Regions from separate parts of the Mus musculus genome. Here region 2 is linked to region 1. A link is a contact called in public HiChIP or PLAC-seq data. All regions are on one chromosome and are shown on one strand. Each heading gives the region's core, a stretch centred on a gene start, on an enhancer-like site or on the middle of the called end of the contact. The rest is flanking DNA. Distances are from core to core; before and after follow the strand shown. Region 1 has its middle 88 kb from the start of Gm6249. Region 2 holds the start of Ebf3 (early B cell factor 3).

Evidence for each region. HiChIP or PLAC-seq counts read pairs in DNA pulled down with a chosen protein or histone mark.
Region 2: an H3K4me3 HiChIP or PLAC-seq map of embryonic limb bud shows a contact between it and region 1, with 3 times the contacts expected there. The contact joins the promoter of Ebf3 here to the enhancer-like site in region 1. A contact is called at or near these places in 8 of 39 promoter capture datasets (the 3T3-L1 cell line, embryonic stem cells, frontonasal cranial neural crest and 4 more), 2 of 484 Hi-C or Micro-C datasets (embryonic stem cells and myocytes), 13 of 115 datasets of contacts at active chromatin or transcription factors (cardiomyocytes, craniofacial prominence, differentiating embryonic stem cells and 10 more) and 1 of 9 other capture datasets (embryonic stem cells).

Annotation. Positions count from the first base shown.
Region 1 is chr7:136,796,272-136,800,745 of GRCm38.p6, forward strand. No RefSeq gene overlaps it. Among named protein-coding and RNA genes, the nearest start is that of Gm6249, 88 kb to the left of the region's middle. Within about 2 kb of position 1,755, at least 12 of the 459 cell types and tissues checked have an H3K27ac peak or open chromatin away from gene starts, as enhancers often do. A contact at or near this core is called in embryonic limb bud and second pharyngeal arch cranial neural crest, where this site is marked.
Region 2 is chr7:137,311,733-137,316,206 of GRCm38.p6, forward strand. It overlaps Ebf3 (early B cell factor 3), which reads right to left and starts at 2,713. Exons shown (of 16, transcript NM_001113414.1): 1 at 2,048-2,713; 2 at 1,786-1,942; 3 at 1,361-1,424; 4 at 617-672. The coding sequence starts at 2,181.

The DNA.
Region 1 (4,474 bases), core at 505-3,004:
TATCAGGTTTTTGTTGTACGTAGCTGCTTCAGGTAATGCATGGCTTAACCTGCGGTAAATTTAAATCGGTTTAATGACTTGTATCATAACATTCTCCCACCATAAATAACCATTCCTGAGAGAGGAGGTGGTCTCCTCTCCGGTTACTCTGCCATTCATACTGGTAGCTCACACCAGCACTTGAATGAAGCAGACCAGCAGAGATTATTTATCAAACAGGTATGGACCAATGAGATGCTGGACACCACCAGCCATGGACCAATGGGATGCTGGACACCAGCCATGGACCAATGAGATGCTGGACACCACCAGCCATGGACCAATGGGATGCTGGACACCAGCCAAAGGATTTCTCCCTGGTCTCACTGACAGTAGTAGCATAGTCCTGTTCTTTCAGGCCATGATCTGGCCACATACCCTACAAATACCACAGGAGGGGGATACCATATCTCCATGCTACCCTGAGACTGTGTGGGAGTTTTCCCAAGTCTGAGGTCAGGAATGGTGTGCCCTGCAGCACCTGAAAATTTTAGCATAAATCTCAAAGAGCACGTGTCAGACAGGACCCAACACCCTTGCGATTACTGTAGGTATCTGACCTTCCAACAAACCTCCTTTGAATTACATGAATTTTATCAGAAGTCTCTAGCTTTTTGAACTTCGGGGGCAGAATTACCCATACTCTTATCTATTTTAGCTCTACAACAAGAGGGGGATGGATTCTAAGCAGACAGACAGACAGACAGACCTGTACACACACTGTCTCAGCATGAAGGCTGTCCATACTGGAACCAGCTGGGGTGTATGGAGCTTCCTGTCTTCCAATCATGCTCCTTTATGGAATATTTAGTCTTCTAATTGCAGAGAACCCTGGGGCCTGGGACAAGCTACTTGAGCAGGAGAGGCATCTAGAATGGATCAGCCAAGGCTTCGAGGGGACAAAGAGAGGGAAAGGCTCCATTGGAAAAAGCTAAGCTGAGCTAGTTGGGATGGTGGAAACAGGTGTGCAGGGTGGGCCTGGGAAATCCCTTGGGACATTGATAAGCTATCTGCAAAAGGGGAGTGGCTAACAGAAAGCACACTATCACAACTGAAGGAGCTCAGGGTCCTCTTAAAGTGGCTCAGTAGGTGCCAAGCCAGAAGCCTGAGTTCCATGGCTGGGAGCCACGTGGTAAAAGGAAGAGGACTGACTCCCACAAGTCACCCTGTGCCCTCCCACTCATAGGCCCACAAAATAAAAATTTTTTAATTATTTAAAAAAAATTTCAAGGAGAACTGGCAAGGAGATGAGGCAAAGTGAGAAGCGGGGCTAAGGAAGGGACGCAGCTAAAAAGAGAAGCTGTATTGATGGATGACGGAAGGGCAAGCAGACCTTATAATTTATCCTGTGAATAAGGGATTCTCATTTGTTTTTTAATATAAAATTTTAATTAGGCTAGGGGTGCAGTTCAGTGCTAGGGCACTTGCCTAAGACACACGGGGCCCTAGGTTCAGTCCCCAGTTCTGAAAACAATTAATTAAAACATGTCAAAGCCCAAGCGAAGGTCAGCAGACCACCTGGTGCCAGGGCAATACGGTCTTTAATTCTCTCTTCCTGGAGAGGCCTGGTCAGCCCCAGCCAGAATTCCAGGCAAGACTGGACTGAGGGGAGCTGGGAGGACATGAGCCAACCCCCAGATCTTGGAGCCTCAGCTGGGGCCGGACTGGGGCCTGGCTGATCTGCTGCAGTCAGTTATGTTATGTAAACGGCTTCCTTTCAAGGGTGTTTCCTGAGCACAGCTTACTGGGGCCTGCTTTTTCTCTGGGGTGCATGGCAGGCAAGCTCTACATCAAAGCCTGATTGAGCAGAAAATATGTGCTAATGTTCACAGCAGTACTCTATTATAGTATAAGTGTGCTTGTAAATATTCACTACATGTTATTACGCCATTTGAACCAAGAATATTGGAAGGTGAAAGGTCGCCCTAATGCTCTCTCTGGAGGCAGCAGTTTTGAATATAACCAAATGGGATAATGGTCAGGAGTACCCAGAGGGGGCAATGTAACACGTCGTAAAGAATTGTGCCGTGAGTTTTAAGTTTTCAGGACAACAAAGATGCCGAGAAGATGGCTCATAAGCAGTCATTATTAATGGAACGACAAGGCTAATGTTAAGCAGAATGTCTTTGTGACGATAAATCTTGTCCCTGCGCCATTAGTACTCCTTACAACTGCAAATAGCAGTTAGGTGACAACCTAACAGGGCTGCATCTTATCCTCTCAGTCTCTAATGTGTTTTATAATGCTGTTAAAGTCAGGAATCACAACTGTTTAAGCTCACTTAATCTAGGAGAAGTTTAAACAGGAATTTTAAATGCAAAAAAAAAAAGCCATGCTTTGATATTAGTCTTTCTTAATTAAAAAAGGAGATCTTTATAGAGTAGATTTTTTTTTTGAACAGGCATCAGGCTGTGTATATGAGCATAGATGAATTTTAAATGCTACAGTATCTTCAGGCTTTTGGTCTAGACTTCCTGGTATGATGTCATTTAAAGAAGAGGAAGTGGAAGTGGAAGAATTGCATTCATGAGAGGCAGGCTGTACATTTATCTGTTAAACTTGGGAAGTGCCTCGTGTTCGTATATTTCCAACAGCCTTTACTTTAGAAGTTCCTGCAGCTCTCCTTGGCTTCTGATTTGATTTCTGGAGCAGTTTGAATGAGAATGGCGACCATAAAGCTCATGGATTTGAGTCCTTGGTTCACAGCTGGTAGAACTGTTTGGGAAGATTTCGAAGGTGTGACTTTGTTGGCGGAGACTTGTCATTGGGGTGAGCATTTATTCTGCTCTGAAACTGTGAGCCCCAAATGAAATGCTGTCTTTCATAAGTTGCATTGACTGTGGTATCTCTTCATAATAGCAGAAAAGTAACTAAGAGAATTTCCTTTAGTTTGAAGAAAAATTAAAATTAAACAATTTGATCGCACGCGCGCGCGCGCACACACACACACACACACACACACACACACACAAACACACACCATACTTCTTTCAAGTTCTGGATGACCACAGAACATTAAGTAAGAACACCTCCAAGAGGAACAGCAGGTACTGCACATGCCAGCAAGCTCTTCCCCACCCCTTCTCAGCCCTACCTTTCTAAGGCTCTCTGCCTGATGGATCAGAGAACAACCAACCCTTGACAGGGCTGTTGTGAGTGCTGAGGCGTATAGGGCTCATCAAGCCCAACTCCTCACACCAGCTATGAGCAGTGTGTCTTCTGGAACTTTCCTCACAGCCAGGTAAGCAGGTTAAGAAACTCACAGTGTCTTGAAGGGTCTCCTGCAGCAAGCGTGGGAGGAACTCTAGGGTCACTGGTTGACTCCGTCCCCTTCTCACTTCCAGCATTCAGCAGAATAAGGAAACTGAGTCAGGGAAGAGAATTGACCAGGACAATATCCACTGAGGTGGCCAGCAGGAGGTCCCGCCTCTACCTTGGTCCTCTTTCTTTCATCCAGATCCAGTCTTGGGTCTATCTTCTCCCTTCCTTAAGTGTATGGGCACAGCATGTCACTGATTCCAAAACTAAAAGTTCCTTTTAGGCATTTTCAACAATAGTGCACATTACTGTTCGCCAAAAGGCACACAGTGGTAACGGTCACTCCTAGATTTTAGATGATAGCCTCCTTGATGTATGCTCTCAACATGATTACATCCTAATAAATTTGCCACAAGTTTGCTTAAGTCACCAATCAAATATGCATTTAATTTGCTTACCTACAGAACATCACACCTGAGTTTTGACCTGTCTCAAATATATTCAAAGTACTTATTAGTGTACAATTGCCCAAAGCCATCTAGGCCAAAAGACTACAGTCAGACAAAGTATTGAGCAGCTCACAAAATTTATTAAGTGTCATACAAATGTCTCCCTGATATGAAATCTCTAAAAATTTTGACACCTCCAGTGAACGCCTGTCTTCACCTTACTCACACAGCTGGAAGGAGCTTTAGACTCACAACCGAGAAGAGAAAACAAAAGTACACAAGGGAAGAGCGAGCACTTGGTCATCTAGTCTAGGAGAGTCCAAGAAAGCACGGGGTCTCACAGAGTCTCTTTTTACCAGAATGCATTCATTCCCCTTCTAGACCAACTGCCTTATTCCTGCGGGAGCCACAGCAGGACCAGGGAGCTGGGTGTGCTAAAGGAGAAAGGTCTACATGCTGTCCACTGCAAAGAGCAAGTTTAAGCAAGCATGCACATGTATGTGCATTTGTGAGCTTGTGAGCATGTGTGTGCCACAAATGCACTGTCTGTACATATGTACGCACCTCTTTGCATACACATACATGAACACTTATATAACATGTGCGCCCACCCCAAATAAACACTCATGTACAGCATACACAATGCATTCTTGTGCATATACCTGTAAGTGTAAGTAGTTAAATCTTTACACGAAGACACAGCATACCATGTAGAAGGATGTGCATAG
Region 2 (4,474 bases), core at 1,463-3,962, 520 kb after region 1:
GAGAGAGAGCAGAGCAGTGGATGGGTTTGAGTGACCCCTGGAGCTCAGACTTTGAATTATGGAGATGGGGGGCTGAGAGGTGAAGACGGACTAGAGGGGAACAAGGTGACTTCTCACCCCAGCACATTTAACTTTTAAATCCAAATACATGGCTCGTGTTACCAGACCATGGCACTAGAAAGGAGGAGGGGAACTAACTAAGCCAGCCTAACTCGATGAGCTTTGGGACAGTCAGTTGTCTTTGTTGAGGGGAGGGGTCAGAAACCCCATGAAATGGTTTTCAAGCAGAGAAAGAAACGTTTAAAAATAAACAAGGGGGGGATCTTGGAATTTTTCTGTCAAATATTAATTACCGTAATTAATTAAGACAGAGTTTGATTCCAATCGCAAGTCATTTAATAAAGCATATATGTCCTGTTTTAATGACGGCATAAACTATTTGTAGCAACCGGTCCATTTATTCCAATAAATATGGAATTCTCATTAGCATGTCAAGGAAGCGAAATGAAAAACAAATACAGGAGATCCATTTGTCAGTCTGCTCTCTCAGCCCCAGGACAACCTCAGCTCAGCAGAAAGGAAAACACAACGAGTAGAGAGGCAGAAACTTTCTCACCTGTTTGGTCATTGAATCTATGAGGCGGACATACAGATCTTGCTCTGTTCTGACGCCTGTGAGGGGAAAAAAGCAGACAAACTCTCAACAAGCTTTTAGCCTGAACCTCAGGAGGGACGCCCGGGCCTGGGCGAGCCAGTGCCTGGGACCACTTTAAGGCAATCCCTACAATATTGGGAGGGAAACAGAAAACCCCAGTCGCTTCTCACTGTTTTCTTTTCTTAATTAAAAGTCTTGGGACTCTTGCGGTTCCCATATGAAGGTGTAAGAAGTCTGCCTAGCAGTGAGCAGGCCAAGAGTGCAGCTCTGGGCCCATATGGTCATTTATTTTTCAAAAAGAGAGTGCACCTATAGAAACAGAGTCCAAACTCCTTTCTACTCTCGAAGGTCCTTTCCTTTCTAAACCGTGCACAGGCAGTAAGTTATGCTCGGCTTATGCAGCTACCCTCATCCCAATAATTAACATTAATTTGCAAAACTGAAAAAAGTCCCTTAAAAGTGCTGTTCTGCAGGCGCCCTTATCGATCCTCCTTTTACTTTCTACTTCAAGCCCCACCGGTTAATCATGTGAAGTGCCATCGACTTATCGATCGTTTATGTTTTGTTTTCCTTCTATGCCATGAGAAGATTTCGTGTTTACACCCATGTCATTTTAATCTCAAAATCTTTATGTCCTGAAACCATCGAGGGAAGGGAGAGCCAGCGCTCAGGGCGAAAGGGCAGTCAGCAAGCAGTGGTACTCACCATTGCTGTACAGTAGCTGCAGCTTGTAGTGAATGCCGTTGTTGGTTTTCTCGTTGTTCGGCTCCTGAAAGCAACGATAAATAATTGCATTTAGCGTGGCCGCGTCTGGCGCGGTCACCGCGCTCGGTCCCCCTCCAGGACCGAGGCCCCTCGGCCTCACACGCTGCAGGCAGGATTCCTGGCTCGCAGCTACGCGGTGATGTCACTTTTCCTGCCGCAAGCCCAGCGTTCCCCCTCGCCCCCAGTGAGTCCGAGGGCACAGAGAAGTTGTTCGGCCCTTGGCGGGGCCTGTGCGACCGCACGTGGCGGCGGGGTCGCCCGGCGGAGCGCTCCCGCCACCGAGGGGGGCACTCGGACCCCATGCGCGGGCACCAACTGCCCCCTACTCCTGGAGAGGGAGGGTGCGATCGCCGGTGTACACTTACTTTCTCTTTCTCCACAAAGTCCACAAAAGCGGTCCTTTCGATCTCCACCGGCTGCCCCTGCCTGTCGTAGAGCGCCAGCACGAAGTGGAAGAAATTGGATTTCCGGAGGTTGGAAGGAGGCTGCTTCTCGAAGTGCGCCCGCGCCAGCCCCACGCCGCTGCAGGAGGAAAGGGACAGCGGCCCGGTGAGCAGCGCGGCGCTGGCCGGAGGAGGGGGCCGGGCCGGGCCGGGGCCAAGGCGCGCGGGGGCGGCCGGTACGTACCTCTGGGCGGCCGTGTTGGCGTCCACCACGCCTGCCGTGTGCATCCACGAGCGCACCGGGTTCATGCCGCTGCCCAGCGGCTCCTCCTTCATGGTCGTCCCCCCGCGCGGAATATTCTCCTGAATCCCAAACATGAACACTGCTGGCGGCGGCCGCGACTCCCGGCCGAAAGCGCGTCCGCGGTCGGCGGCGCTCGGGGCTCGGCGGCAGGAGGCTGCCCTGGCCGCCCTGGCCCTGCTCGGCGCCTGCGGTGCGGCCCGCCGCCGGCTTCAGCCCGTCCCGGGCAGGCGCCGCATACACCGGCGGCCGGGCGCTGCGGACGGCCGGGGACGCGGGCGGGCTGCACCGGTGGCGACGCGACGCTTCGGAGGAGCAGGGCGCGGTGGACGCGGTGGCCGCGGCGGCGCTTGTTGTTGTTGTTGTTTGCAGGCGCGCTCAACGTGGTGTCATCCTAGCCAGGCGGCGTCCGCGGCTGCAGGACACTGCGGGATCGCCCGCTTCTGGCGCGGCCCGCCTGCTCCAAAGACAAATAAACGGGGCAGTGAGTGCCGCGGCGCAGTCCCGGGCGCAGGCGGGGCGCGGCGGGGCCTGGAGCGGCGCGCGCAGCGGACGGAGGCGCACAAAACTCAGCCCTCTCTCCCCGAGGAATGGACCCTTTCCCGGGAGCCAAAACTCGAAGCCCCCGGGAGCGGCGCTGTCAGAGGGTGACGTCGGGGGGCGGCGCCTGCGCCATATATGGGAGCGGCCGCCCCTCGCCGCGCCCCTCGCCGCCGCCGCCGCCGCGCTCGCCGACTGACTGCCTGACGGCGCCGCGAGCCGGCCCGAGCCCCGCGAGCCCAGCGAGCCCCGCCGCCTCCGAGCGCCACCGAGCGCCACCACCGCCCCCGGCCACGCGCCACGGCTCCACAAGCCCAGCCGCGGCCGAGGAAGTTACCACCCGCTCAAATAAATCTCGCAAAGAAGCGAGCGCAGCCAGTGCATAAGTGCTGCTTGGCCCGTTATACCTGCCCACAAGACCTGCCACACAGTCAAAACACCGTGGGTCGGAGGAGGAGCGCCCCAAGTCGCCCACACGCATGCAATAAATACCAGGGCAGCACTGGCTCTGGGGTGTCCCAAAGAGAACAGCAGGAAGAGGCTGGAAAGGCGCGCGGGAGGAGATTCCAGGAGAGGGAGGGACAACAAGGGGCTGGGAGAAGAGGGTACCTAATGCCCCTTCTAGGGATCCACACTCCCTGCCGCCACCAGGGCAAGAGGCGCAGCTCAGTCTGATTTCTAGGCAGACCTAAGGCTGCTGAAGGGCCAGTGTGCCCACATCTGAGCCCCGCTGGGTGTCCCATGCTTTCTACCCCGGCAAAGCCTGCTGAATACAGGGCCGGGGTCCACGTCGGAGACAGGTTCCTCCAGATGCCCCCTCTCCCTCCGGTGGCCACAGGAGTTTCGGGTCCCTGGCCTGTTCTTGGGTGCGGCAGTGACAAAGAAGGCTGGGCCCTCTCTGGGCCGACGGAAAGAGCGCTCAGCCTCTCCGGCGACCCGGAGCTGGTGTCCAGCCTGTTACATGGTCCGTGCGGTGGCCAGATCTCCCCACCTCCAACCGCCTGAAAAGCAGAGCAGACACTGCGGGCGCCAGGGACCCTGCCCTCTGCGCCTCCCAGCCTGGGTGAGCGCGCGCCCTGCGGCTTCCCGACCTGGTTTCGAGGAACCGGGAGGGCAGCTGGGAGCCGGCAGCGCGTGGGCTCGGAGGCCCAGCTCGGGAGGCCCGGATTCGGTTCCCAGGCGCTCGGCCCACCCAAAGGAGATCTGTGCGACGCGCGACAGAGGCCCAAGGGACGACCTGGAGATGTCCCAGGCTCTTTCCTGCCACGAGAAATAAGGCCCTTCTGGTTTTAAAAGAAGAAGAAAAAGAAAAGGTTTCTGGGCGCAAGTGTCGCAGGGCAGCCTCTTCCCGCCGGGCCTGGGGTAGCTCTTCCTTTTTTTGTGAATTGGTGGTGTGTGTGCGTTAATATTTTAATTAATCGGGAAAATCGAAGTCCGATTTACGTTATCTGGGGACCCCCCACACGCTACTTGGAAGGGGTGAGAGAAAAGATGTGCTGGAAAGCAATCTATTTTGCTGGTGTTGGGGGTTAATGACTATTGCCAAAGATAAGTGAATTATCAAAGCTGTTGCGCCAGTCCCATCTCAAAATCCATTACGGGGCCGGCCGTCTAATTAAATACGTAAGTATAATAAAATCATATTTTATGACTATTTGAGGGTAATGAGATTAGTCTTTAGAAGCGATCGCCACATATTAAAAATGCCACTGTCTATAGAATGTTAATAACCTTAAATCAAAGTGTATGGAAACTCCTCACGATAAATTAAAAGAAAATTTCTGTATTCCTAATAAGCCCAGCATTTTCCACTTACATCAGACCCCCCAT